Regions from separate parts of the Mus musculus genome. Here region 1 is linked to region 2. Evidence: chromatin contacts called from public Hi-C data. All regions are on one chromosome and are shown on one strand. The core of a region is the stretch at or near the end of the contact, and the rest is flanking DNA. Distances in the headings are between cores, read along the strand shown. Region 1 has its middle 6.4 kb from the start of Gm39801. Region 2 holds the start of Olfml2a (olfactomedin-like 2A).

Region 1 (6,516 bases), core at 3,336-5,835, 42 kb after region 2:
CACAACAAAGCTTAAGGCATGACTTAAGCCTTGAAAACTCCCTTGTGTATCTTTTGCAGAGTACCTGTGAACTGTTTCTATTGACTGCTTGGGATAAGGGCCAAGGAGGAAGATGCTCAGGATAAGGGTCTAGGGAGGAAGAGCTTCAGATGAGCATGATAGCAAACTCTTTTGCAAAGCACATGGGACTTCTTTCATGAGGATGGGTTCTATTGACCGAGAGCAGAACTCGGGAGTCTGGGAGACTTGGGTGAGCCCTGACTCCACAGAACACCAAAAGATCACCAGCTATTAAACAACATCCACTCTAGCCTTGCTGGTGAACAGATGTCAATTTCTTCTGTTGAAGAAAAAAGCTTGTGTGTTTAACAATTCTGCTGTCTCTAGTGCTTATCTGTGAGCACAGGGACCTAAGCTCCCCTGCAATCTGTCATGGCAGGGAACCACCCACAATGGGCTGGGTTCTCCTCCATCAGTCAGCAATGAACAAATAACGCATGAATGTGCGCCCACAGGCCAACCCACTGAAGGAAATTCATTAACTGAAGTGACGAAACTCCCAGGTGTGTCAAGTGAAGCTATGATACTATCTGGCTTCAGAGCCATTATAACAAAGATATCACGTGCTGGCACAAAAGCAGAAATGCAGCTCGGTGGAACACAACAGAAGCTGTACAGATGCCAAAAACACACATGGGAGAAAAGCCTCTGGAACATCGGGAAAATGGGGTGTTCCCGTGTGAAAGAATAAAATGATCCCTCTAGTTCAACAAGAGGTGGTGAGGATGTGGCACCAGGGGACTCTGACACAGTACTGCAGAAATGCAAATGAGTCCATCCATTTTCAAAGTCAGGGTGCCACCAGCCAACCAACCAACTGACCAACCAGCCAAACAAACAAACAATCAACTAAACAGACAAACAAACAAAAATTCAGCAACATGCCAAGCACATGACTTTAGTCCCAGCGTTTGTTAGGCAGAGACAGGAGGCTCTCTGTGAATAGGAAGCTAGCCTAATCTACATATTAGAGAGTTCTAGGCCAGCAAGAACAGTATTGTGAGACCTTGCCTCAAAAACATTCCAACAAACAAACAAACAAACACACACACACATACACACAAACAAGAAGCCTCTCACAATGGGGTCACTGAGATGGCCCAGCCAGGAAAGTCGGGAGGAGAGAACTAGCCACACACAGTTGTCTTTTTGTTCTCTGCCACATATGCACCATGGCACATGTCACACACACACACACACACACACACACACACACACACACACACACACGACACTCCTGGGACTCCCAAAAGAGTTCAGAATGTTCTCACTGCTGTCTGTTATCCACCAAAAACTAGATGGTAAACCTTGTTCCTGGAAACACTACACAACTTGGTTGCATGATATGGAGAAATCCAGTGAGGACCAAGCAGAAAGCCTCTTCCCTGTGGGCCAGTCACAGTCCTGGTCGGTACTGTACAGGCTGCTGGGCTGCTCATCAACAGTCTTGTTTACCATGGACCTGCATGCTACAGTACACTGCTGTCCTGTCAAGGGGGTGTGCCTACAGGTACAGCCTGTTACTGCAGAGGCCATAGGCCGTACTGGGTCATCCCCTGCTCCTGTTTTGCTAAGTGGACATGGTATGTCTATGTCAAATCGCCTTCTAAATATATTTATGCCTATCCATCAGTACTGATGCCAGCTTTAGTCAGAGAAGCTGGGTGTTTTCAGTGGTCAGTCATTACTACAGATAAAATCATAACTGGTCAAGTGCTGACAGTGTGACTGTTAAACCCTGAGCCCTAAACATCTGTATTACCTTTCCAAGGTTCAGGGAACATCAGGAAGGGGGTGGGGGGCAGAAAGAATGAAAGAGCTTGGGTGTTGTATTGAAAATCAGGAGCTAACACCTAGACATTGCAAGGTTAAAAAAAAAAATTATTTTTATGATTGGGGCCAAATTTACAGTCTCCTCAAGAGTAAGAGAAGGAAGCAGCCTGGACTAAGAGTAGGAGGTCTCTTTATAACAAGCAAGCGAATAAAAAACGCAATTTTGAAGTTGTTTTTATGATCATAAAAAGACAGTTACTGGCATACCATAAAACATTTCATGGTCAGTCAGTTTTTGGACCATATCATGAAACAATGGAAAAATTTGTGACATGTAAATCACAGGGTTATAGAGGAAGCACAAGCAAAACAAACAACAACAACAACAAAACAAGTCAACCTTCAGCTTGGGATATGATTAGAAAAAAACATTGTAAGGAACAATATAGAGCCAGGCAGTGGTGGCGCACGCCTTTAATTCCAGCACTCGGGAGGCAGAGGCAGGCGGATTTCTGAGTTCGAGGCCAGCCTGGTCTGCAGGGTGAGTTCCAGGACAGCCAGGGCTACACAGAAAAACCCTATCTCGAAAAGCAAACAAACAAACAAAAGTAACAATATAGAAATAAACCAAATTCTAACATTATGTGTAACGAGGAAAAGAAAGAAAGTATGGAATCAGCTTTAGAAAAAGCTCTTGGTCTGATCCTCAGCACCTCATATGTGGCATGTATAACTGTGTATAACCGCATAGGCATAGCTGTGTGTAGCTGTAATCCTATAACCTGGGAGATGCAGACATAAGGTGAAGAGTTCAAGGTCATCCTCACCATCCACCAGCATAGCAAGTTAGAGGCTAGCCTAGCCTACATGATACTCCATCTCAAAAAACTAAGCATCATCATCATCATCATGACATAAGAACCCAAAGAAGGAAGGATGGATAGTGCGCTCTCTTCTGAGCACACTCTTCTATCTTTTAAATTGTCAGTGTAGCTGTGATCACCTCCATAAGATGCACCCAAGACAGGGCTCATCCACATTCCATCCTAGAAGGGGGTAGGGCTGATAAGGTTCTATTCCTTTCAGATGATTAATCCCAGACCATTACTGAGACATTTTCTTCAGAAGCATATACCACTGTTAAGTTGTTGTTATAAATAACCCCTTATCCATGCCTCAACTAAATGTACTCTTTCACAGAAAGGAAGAAAAAAAAAGACTAATACAAACAAACAACATTAATACAAAATAAATGTTGGAAAGGATCCGAGAAATCACAATTCTTGTGCACCCAGAGCGGAGAAAGATTAGCAACATGCCTTCATCCCGCAGGGGAACAGTTTTGAGTTGGGTTGGCTTTTCCTCAGGTTTCCACTCTCCAGAGAGACTCTGAAGTCTTTTTCAGAATCTTGAACTTTGCACTTGTACTCCCTACTACTTGGGAAGCAGAGTGTCCCAAGTCAGGCTCCCTGGGATGAACTGCATCTATAATGTGGGGTAGTTCCTGGGAAACTGAACTTCACAGCTTGAAACTTCCCCAGATCATCTCAACCTGAGGTGCCGAGAGAGCCGGGGGGGGGGGAGGCCATGAGGCATTTCTGAGGCAGCTTTTATCTTTGATTCTCCAGAGACATGATACATATTAATGGAGTTAGGGGTGGAGTTTGCATGTATTTGGAAGATTATAAGGACTTTGTCTCTGAAATGAAGCTTGGACAGTGCCCTTTCTGCTCCCACAGCTCTAAGGCTGGGCCTCTCCCCGTGGGATATGTGGATTCAGGAAGTACTGGTGTGTTGTTATTCTAATAAATGTGTTAGGAAGGGCCCCCTGGTGGAGCTAGCACCAGTCCTTGGGTTTGGTCCTAGTACCACATAAATGGGGTGTGGTGGTGCCTGTCTGTAATTCCAGGACTCAGAAGGTAGAGGACTGAGGATAAGAAATAGTTGAAGGTCACCCTCAGCTGCATAGTGAGTTTGAAACCAGCCTGAGATACACTAACCCTCGCCTAAAAATTAATTAATAATTTTAAAAGCTTGGTGTTGTGAGTTGTGAGTTGTGGCTCAGTGGCATATAATATACACAGTCTGGATTTGATTTTTAAAAAATACTCTGAAAGTTTGGGATGGTGGTGTGGACCTTTAGGAGACAGAAGCTGATCATTTAAGACCAGTCTGAGCTGCATAGAAGGACCCTCATCTCAAAACAAACTCACAGAATCATAAACGAGACTTAGAAATGTAGAGATGTCTCGGAAGAATGCCAAGCATGATTAGGAAGAGGAAACGTCACCGTGGAATATCACCAGGGCTATTGGTGGTGTGCCAGCTGCTGCTTCAGCCTGCCAGGTCTAGACTCATCTTTCTCTATCTGCAGTATAGCAAGGACCTAACCAAAGAGCGGGATGCCATCAAGCTGGAGCTTTGCAAGAACAGGTAAGAATGGGAAAGAGGCCGGGCAGTGGTGGCCCATGCCTTTAATCCCAGCACTTGGGAAGCAGAGGCAGGCGAATTTCTGAGTTCCAGGCCACCCTGGTCTACAAAGTGAGTTCCAGGACAGCCAGGGCTACACAGAGAAACCCTGTCTCAGAAGACCAAAAAACCAAAAACCAAAAACCAAAAAAAAAAAAAAAAAAAAAGAACAGAAAGGAGGCCAGTGCTCTGTTCCCAGCCATGCTCCTGACTCATGCTGTGGCCCCAGGTAACTCAGTCTCTCTGAGGCTTGTCCCTTGTGACTCAGTGCTGTGTGGCAAGGCTCATGTGTCACTCTGAAATGTGTTCCTTTCTGTTCTTGGCTCCTTCTTTTCTGCTCTGCCTCTGGCCACAGCAAAAGCAATGAGGACCTGAGGCAGCAGAACTCAGAACTGGAAGAGAAACTTGGAGTGCCCGCGGCAGAGAAAGCAGCTGCACAGTTGGGGGTGGAGGAGCTGCAGAAGAAGTTAGAGATGTCAGAGCTGGTGCTGCAGCAGGTGAGAGGCACAGCCCTCACTCCAAGGCCCAGTCTCTGCATCTGTGGGGGTGACCTGCAGCCATGCCCCAGATGGTTTGAACCTCCTCCTGGTTCTGTGATAGAATTCTCCGGTAATTGTTCAACAGTAGAGCCTTGACCACATAGTGAGGGTGATGTGACTGCTACATTTTCATTTTTGAAGTGTCCTGACTGAATACATACATATATATATATATGTATGTATCAGTAGGGCAGTAGTGGTGCATGCCTTTAATCCCAGCACTTGGGAGGCAGAGGCAGGGGGATTTCTAAGTTTGAGGTAGATTGGTCTACAGAGTGAGTTACAGGACAGCCAGGGCTATACAGAGAAACCCTGTCTGGAAAAAAAGAAAAAGAAAAAGAAGAAGAAGAAGAAGAAGAAGAAGAAGAAGAAGAAGAAGAAGAAGAAGAAGAAGAAGAAGAAGAAAAAGAAGAAAAAGAAGAAGAAGAAGAAAAAGAAAAAGAAAAAGAAGAAAAAGAAAAAGAAAAAAGAAAAAGAAAAAGAAAAAGAAAAAAATCTATCTATCTGTTTGTCTGTGTTGAGACAGAACCTTATCAGTGACCCAGGGTGATCTGTAACTCACCAGGTGAGCCTGGAATTCATGGTAATTCTCTTACCTTAGCCTTCCAAGACCTAGATTGCAGGTGTGACCCCACCCCCCACCCCCATGCCTGTTGAAATGTCATCATTCTGTTTCATTTAAATGGCCCATGCAGGAGTCTGCTTAGCTCCTCCTGTCTCTTTCTCATAGGGCAATGACCCCAGGTTGTCATCCTAGCTCAAGCTCTTGTGGGAAGCACTGCAGCGAAACAGCCCATGCTCCCAGACCTAACCCTCATACAGTTCCTTAGCCAATCTGTGGCCTCAGGCGGTAATGAGCAGTTACAACATGCCATGGAGGAGCAGGCTCAGCTGGAGACCCATGTTGGCCAGGTGTGGATCTGTGGGTGGGGGAGAGAGGAAGGGCATGACCCCAGATGGCCAAGGGCAGGTGAGGACGAACAACACAACCCTGTGTAACGTGTACATTGACCGATGCAGCTGATGGAGTCACTGAAGCAGTTCCAGGTGGAGAGAGATCAGTATGCGGAGAAGCTGAAAGGAGAGTGTGCCATGTGGCAGCAGCAAATGTGGCAGCAGCAGAGGGTACAGCAAATGGCGGAGCAGGTGAGGTCTCACCTCTGGTGTCTTTGTTCTTCCTGAGCATCAGCGTGGAGCAGCTGAGGGGTTCGGGGCTTTGGTTTTGCAGAGGTGGGCCTGGGGATGGATGGTGCCTGGGATCTCCAGCGCCCCCTGTGCCTTGGGCAGGTGCACACACTGAAGGAAGAGAAGGAGCACAGAGAACGGCAGGTACAAGAGCTGGAGACCAAGCCCCGGGCGTGGTGGCGCACGCCTTTAATCCCAGCACTCGGGAGGCAGAGGCCAGCCTGGTCTACAAAGTGAGTTCCAGGACAGCCAGGGCTATACAGAGAAACCCTGTCTCGAAAAACCAAAAAAAAAAAAAAAAAAAAAGAGCTGGAGACCAGCTTGGCGGCACTCCGGAATCAGATGGGTGGAGTCAGATGGGTGAGTAGGGCAAGGGTGACCTGAGGAGCGGAAGTGGGTCAAAGGCCATGAAGGTGGCTTCCATTGCCCTGGGGGGCAAGTGGGTGTGAGAACATTGTAACTGGGGCAAAAGGTCTCTGCCCTGACCGAC
Region 2 (6,043 bases), core at 1,419-3,918:
TGAGCCAGCCTAGGTGAGAAGACTGTGGAAGTAACAACACAAACCAAGGTCCTAAGGCCTTAGGGACTTGGTTCATTTGAGCTGTGGGTTATTCATGGTGATAGGATGTTGTCGGAGGACACCATATGTTGTCCAGAGGGCACAGAGCTCCACCCGTGGTCTCTGCCTTGCTCTATCTAGCAGGGCCTGCCTTAAAGAGTCAGCCAGGCTGCCTGCATCCATGAGAAGACTAAGAAAGAGAGTTCCTTGTTGAATTTGTTTTAAGTACACTTTGTCTATATTTTGAAAAGATTGGAAGCATGTTACAAAACCTATAATTTAAAAAAAAAAATGAAAAAGGAAAGGAAAGTAGCTAATGAAGCTCTTCTTCAATTCTTGCCTGTAAGATGCTGGTGTCTTGTGTGTCCTTTCAGACTTGGTCTGTGTACAGAAGAACATGCCCAATAATTAGTTTTTATACTAAGCCTTGACTTCTCTGCAGGGAACTCCAGAAACTTGCTTATAAACAGTGCATGATGACACACACCTTCAATCTCAGCAGTCAGGAGGCAGAGGCAGGTGGATCTCGGTGAGATTAGAGCCTAGCCTGGTCTATAGAATGAGTTCCAGAACAGCCAGGAACGAGGATTGTTACACAGAGAAACCCTGTCTCAGAGAAAGAGAGAGAGAGAGAGAGAGAGAGAGAGAGAGAGAGAGAGAGAGAGAGAGAGAAGACTCGGCAGTTAAGAGCACTGGCTGTTCTTCCAGAGGTCCTGAGTTCAATTCCCAGCAACCACATGGTGGCTCACAACCATCTGTAATGGGATCTGATGCCCTCTTCTGGTGTGTGTGAGGACAGCTACAGTGTAGTCACATATATAAAATAGATAAATCTTTAAAAAAGAAAAAAAAAAGAAAAACTCATTTATAACAAACACTGACAGCACACATGACTTTTTAACTGAAGTCAGCTGAGAGTTAATACAGTCATCTCTGGCTAGGCCAGTGGTTCTCCAACTCAAGAGTCCCTAGGAGTTTGCTGAGAACACAAGCTCCTGGATCCCCCACCTCCCTTGAATCTCTGGTTTAGGAACTAGGCTGGGGCCTGTGAGTTTGTATTTCTAACAAGTTCCCAGGTGACCCTGAGGCTGTTGGCTGGAGGCAGAGGGTCATCTGAGAGCCACTGCGCCAGCTGCAAGGGGAGGCAAAGCATGCATACACCACCGGGGGCCTGTTTGCCTCTCTACAGGGAGCTGGGAACACAGAACACCCTGTGGGAAAATGGCAATGAAGAGGTGCAGTTCTTTGGAGGAAATACTTGAGAGCAGAAGTAAGGAGTGAATGGGTGTGGCTGAATGCAGGGCACAAGACAGTGTTCCTTGCAAGTGCAATCCAGGCTCAGTAAGCCAGGTAAACATGCAAGTGATCAGAAAAGGAGTCACCTTCAGTGACAACAGAGAAAAGGAGCCCAGCCTCTATGGGGCATGCAGAAGGTTAGAAGAGCCTTCAAGAGTCTGGGAAGGACACCCCCCCCCCCCCCGTTGAAATCAAAGGGGAAACCCAAAGGGAAACTGAGGTGGGAGGCAGTTTAAAAGAGTAGGAGCCAGATCTCAGAGGCTATGCAAAGGAGTGACTGACTCCACAGTCAATTGCTTGCTTTGCAACTATAAGAACCTGAATTGGGATCTCCCAGCATCCACATTAAATGTGGTCGTGGTCTTGTGTGTGTGTGTGTGTGTGTGTGTGTGTGTAAGTAACATCAGAAGTGGAGAGGCAGAAACAGGAGGGGCCTTAGAGCTCACTAGCCAACCAGTGTAGCCAAAAGAAAGGGCTCCAGGTTCAGTGAGAGGCCTTGTCTTGAAAAAAAATAAGCAGCAACGGAGGAAAAAGTGTGTTGGCCTAACCATCAGGCTCACACACTTTCAGGAGAGCAGATGCAAATAAGAGAGAGAGAGAGAGAGAGAGAGAGAGAGAGAGAGAGAGAGAGAGAGAGAGAAGAGAAGAGAAGAGAAGAGAAGAGAAGAGAAGAGAAGAGAAGAGAAGAGAGAAAGAAGAGGAGAGAGAGAGAGTATGAAATTAGGAAGGGTAAGCGATACCGTCTTGAATTTCATTACAGTGGATCTCAAAAGACCCAACACAAGCACCTTGGTGCAGCAGAGGCCTAAGACCCCTGGAGCTAGCAATTGCTGCCTGGGAAACTGAGAAATCAGACGCTCTGCTGAGGATGCAAAGGAGTGGGCTGTTCTCGGCATAGCAGAGAGAGGAGAAAGACGGAAGATGTGGAAGAGAAGAGGTTGAACCTTGAAAAGGCTAGAACCAACAATGTTGGGGGACGAGTGGGAGGGGGCAGGCAGGATGACTTTGTCAGAGCAAGGACTAAACTAGAAGTATCACTTGAACTTTGCAAGCATTCCAAAGAGACTATTTTCTCCCTTTTATCGATGGGGAAACTGGATCTCAAAAGGCAAAAGGACACGTGCGAGGTCCCTCATTTCACAGAACCTGACCCCAGTACGTCGCGAGGCTGCACCTCTCTTACTGCCTGGCTGCTGCTACAGTCCTCTCCCAGAGACAAATTGCAAAGACGCGGGACCGCAGAGGATGGGCGGAGAGGGGAGAGGAGGGGCGGGCACCCCTCCACCCTAGCTCCGCCTCTAGCAGAGCTACTAGGGCACCGGGCTGGGGTTGGGGGGGCGCCCCCTCGGCAGAGCTGGGCTGCAGGCCGAGCTCGCAGTACTGCCGGCGCTACCTAGCGTGCGCGCAGAGGTGTCGGAGCCCATCCAGCCATGGAAGCGGCAGCTGTCCTGCCTAGGTACCTACAGTTGAGGCTTCTGCTGGTGCTGCTGCTGCTGGTTTTGCTTCGGGCTGGTCCTGTGTGGCCCGACAGTAAGGTACTGGAACCTGGCACAACTAAGCGGTGATCGGCGCGAGGGGGCGCTATGGCTGACGGTGCTTGCCAAGAAGGGTGCATTCAGCAGGGAGTGGGGACTAGGGAAAGGCAGATCAGAGTTGGGACTTAGTCTAGACTCTCCTGGAATCAAAGCCCTGAGAAAGGAACATGTGCGAGAAGAAACGCTGGTTATGATAGGGTACTTAGGTCCTGGAGCCCGAGGAAGAGGCGCTTTGGACCTTATCACTACTCAGAGATAGGACTTCAAACCCAGGATCAAGTTGGGATGTCCCAAGTGCACTGGGGTGGGCGAGCAAGAGAAAATGGACAGTAAGAGCAACTGGTTGAGAGTTTCCATGGAAGGCTGACCGCTTAGGGGTAGACCCAGGGACAACTGTTACCAAAGGACTCCCAGGTTTGCAGTAGGCCTTAGACCAAGGCTTTCAGGAGAGGCTGGGAACTCAAAGTTCCTTTTTCACTGAATCTGGGCCCGCCCACTTGCCATCTTCTCTGAGACTTGAGTTCTCATACTGTATTCACCTGTCAGCTGTGTTTTATACCACTCTCTCTCTCTCTCTCTCTCTCTCTCTCTCTCTCTCTCTCTCTCCTTCTCTCTCCCTCACTCCTTCCCCTCTTCTACCTCCCCCCTCCCGTTTGTTTGTTTTTGTATAGAATAGAGTTTACTCTGGGCATAGGGAGGGGAGTTGAGAGGGTAATAGAGACAGAGAAAGGGGGGGGGGGTGGACTGGGGGGGGGGAAGTAGAGGCCAGCCATGAGCACGTGGGGGGGGGGGAGGACAGAGGGAGAGCAAGAAGGCAAGCGTGCAAGCCCCACTCCTGTTTTTTCTTGAAACAGGATCTCAGTGTATAATTCTGGCTAGCCTGGATCACACACAACATGTAGACCAGGCTGGCCTCAAACTCACAGACATCCTACTGCATCTGCTTCCCCAGTGCTGAGATTAAAGACATTCACCACCATCTCTTCACTTATAAGTATGGGGAGGGGGGCATTGTACCCACTCACTCAGTTGATTTCTAGACTTAGTGAGGTATACCTGCAGAATGCTAAGCACATTGCTCACTAGTTGCCCAGTAGATGATTCCACAGGAATCCCAAAGCCCCGGATTAGATCCAGAACATAGATGGAGCAAGCACTTGAGACAGATCAAGAACCCTTTAAGAGCATTCTAGAAATGAACTAATGAAGATGGGCCTGGAGCAGCAGGTTCTCAACCTGTGGGTCGCGACCCCGGGGTCAACCAACCTTTTCACAGGGGTCACATATTCGATGTTTACAATTCATAACAGTAGCAAAATTGCTGTTATGACATAGCAGCGGAATAGTTTTATGATTGGGGGTGGGGGTCACCCACAATGTCAGCTGTATTAAAGGGTCACAGCATTAGGAGGGTTGAGAACCCCTGCCTGACCTAGAGAGAAACTGTAGGGATCTACTTGCAGAGGATGGGGCAGCAGCGGCTTCTCTAGATGTCTTTACAGTTTTAGGTTTGGTTTGGTTTGGTTTGGTTTGGTTTGGTTTGGTTTGGTTTTTTAGTAGAACTTGAGTCCACCTGTGAGTAGGTAAAGGGTAAAATCTGTTCTTTTGCTGTGCAAACTTGGAAATATGACTTCAGTGCTTCTATATGAGAATCAATGTCCCCTTTGGCTCCGATAGCACTGATCAGTGCTCTCTCACCCGCTGCCTATCCTCTGTGGCTCAGAGAAGGACATTTAGTGGGCATTTCTGAGCTTCGAAAAAAGGCTATAGAGCAGGAGGGCTCACATCCAAAACAAAGCTAAGACAAAGAAAACCCAACACCCTGTTTATGTAGTGAGTCAGCCAAACACTTGCTAGGTTGGGAAGGGGGTATATTTACTTGTCCCAGGGCAAGCTGGGGCTGGTGGATAAGGGAGGCTAAAGCAGCTGGGGACCCAGCACAACCCTCCCCCAGACACCTCCCATGCCTGCTCCACTTCAGCCAGCTGGGAAAAATAAAAATCAAGCATGGGTGAATTTACTCTGCATTCCTTAGCCCAGCCAGACTCCTGCTGGCTCTGCAGAGCTGTTTTCATTATCACCATCTCTCTCTCCACAGTAACAACCCCAACTTCTTCCCCTGCAAACTCGGCCTGTTTTTGTTGGGGTGGGATGGAGGGCTTAAGAGGACTGACTGTGTTGGAACTTGAAATGAACTCAGGGTCCTAGAGCCTTGCTGCTGCTGCTGCTGCTGCTGCTGCTGCTGCTGCTGCTGCTGCTGCTGCTTCTCCTCCTCCTCCTCTTCCTCCTCTCCTCCTCTTCCTCCTCCTCCTTTCTCCTTTCTCCTTTCTCCTTTTCTCCTTTCTCCTTTTCTCCTTTCTCCTTTCTCCTTTTTCTCCTTTCTCCTTTCTCCTTTCTCCTTTCTCCTTTCTCCTTTCTCCTTTCTCCTTTCTCCTTTCTCCTTTCTCCGTTCTCCTTTCTCCTTCTTCCTGGCAGGCTCCTGCTGTGATACTCACTCACCCTGGTGTTCTGTTGGTCTCCCTGCATTTTAAGTTGATGCTCATGGTGAGGCTCTCCCAAATAGGATTTGGAGTTTCCATCTAAGGAAGTGCTTTGTCTGACCTGAAGTAGGAGGGGGGACTCACAGCTGCCCTGCATGGCTGGGGTGGACGGGCATATATTTCTGCATGGCTGCCCAGCATTGAGGTTGGGGTGGACGGGCACGTAGCCCCAAAACACCATGGCAGGGCAGCAGATACTCTTGGAAAGTGATAATTTACCAGTCTCTCCAACTGAGAAAGGGCTGCTGGGACCTCATTCTCTGTATACATGCAGGGGTGGGAAGGGGCTTGAGCAGAGAGAGAAGACTGAGACCTGGAGGGCGGGACCTGAGCAAGGGAACAGAAGGGGCTTAGCAAGCAGGCCGTGGTGGTTTCCTGGGCCAGGTCAGATGTTCCAGGCAGGCCAGTCCCAGGGGCTTAGGTGTTGTTTCAGATCTACTCCTGGAGTTTCCGCATGTGGGCGTAATTGGAAGCAGGCCCCTGAGCAGAAAAAGCAGAATGACAGATAATGGAGTTCTCTTCCTCGTACAGTGTTAGGCCAAGCCAAACCCCACCATCTCTCTATGAGAAGTGAGCCTGCCTGCCTCAACACTCCTTTTGGGAGAATACCAGGACCAAGGTCCATGCCCAGCA

The links. A called contact is a pair of places that touch in the nucleus more often than the background predicts.
Region 1: a contact with region 2 is called in a Hi-C map of muscle stem cells, with 2.2 times the contacts expected there. The contact joins the enhancer-like site here to the promoter of Olfml2a in region 2. A contact is called at or near these places in 24 of 39 promoter capture datasets (the 3T3-L1 cell line, 3T3-L1-derived adipocytes, the C10 cell line and 16 more), 2 of 15 datasets of contacts at CTCF or cohesin (CD8 T cells and the NIH/3T3 cell line), 81 of 484 Hi-C or Micro-C datasets (the 3T3-L1 cell line, 8-cell embryo, the AML12 cell line and 44 more), 23 of 115 datasets of contacts at active chromatin or transcription factors (the 230-238 cell line, CD8 T cells, the NIH/3T3 cell line and 15 more) and 3 of 9 other capture datasets (adipose tissue, liver and pancreatic islet).

The regions. Positions count from the first base shown.
Region 1 is chr2:38,969,741-38,976,256 of GRCm38.p6, forward strand. It overlaps the pseudogene Gm13474. Among named protein-coding and RNA genes, the nearest start is that of Gm39801, 6.4 kb to the right of the region's middle. Within about 2 kb of position 4,586, at least 40 of the 459 cell types and tissues checked have an H3K27ac peak or open chromatin away from gene starts, as enhancers often do. A contact at or near this core is called in the C3H10T1/2 cell line, morula, muscle stem cells and 4 more, where this site is marked.
Region 2 is chr2:38,929,312-38,935,354 of GRCm38.p6, forward strand. Olfml2a (olfactomedin-like 2A) reads left to right here and starts at 2,669. Exons shown (of 8, transcript NM_172854.2): 1 at 2,669-2,870. The coding sequence starts at 2,766.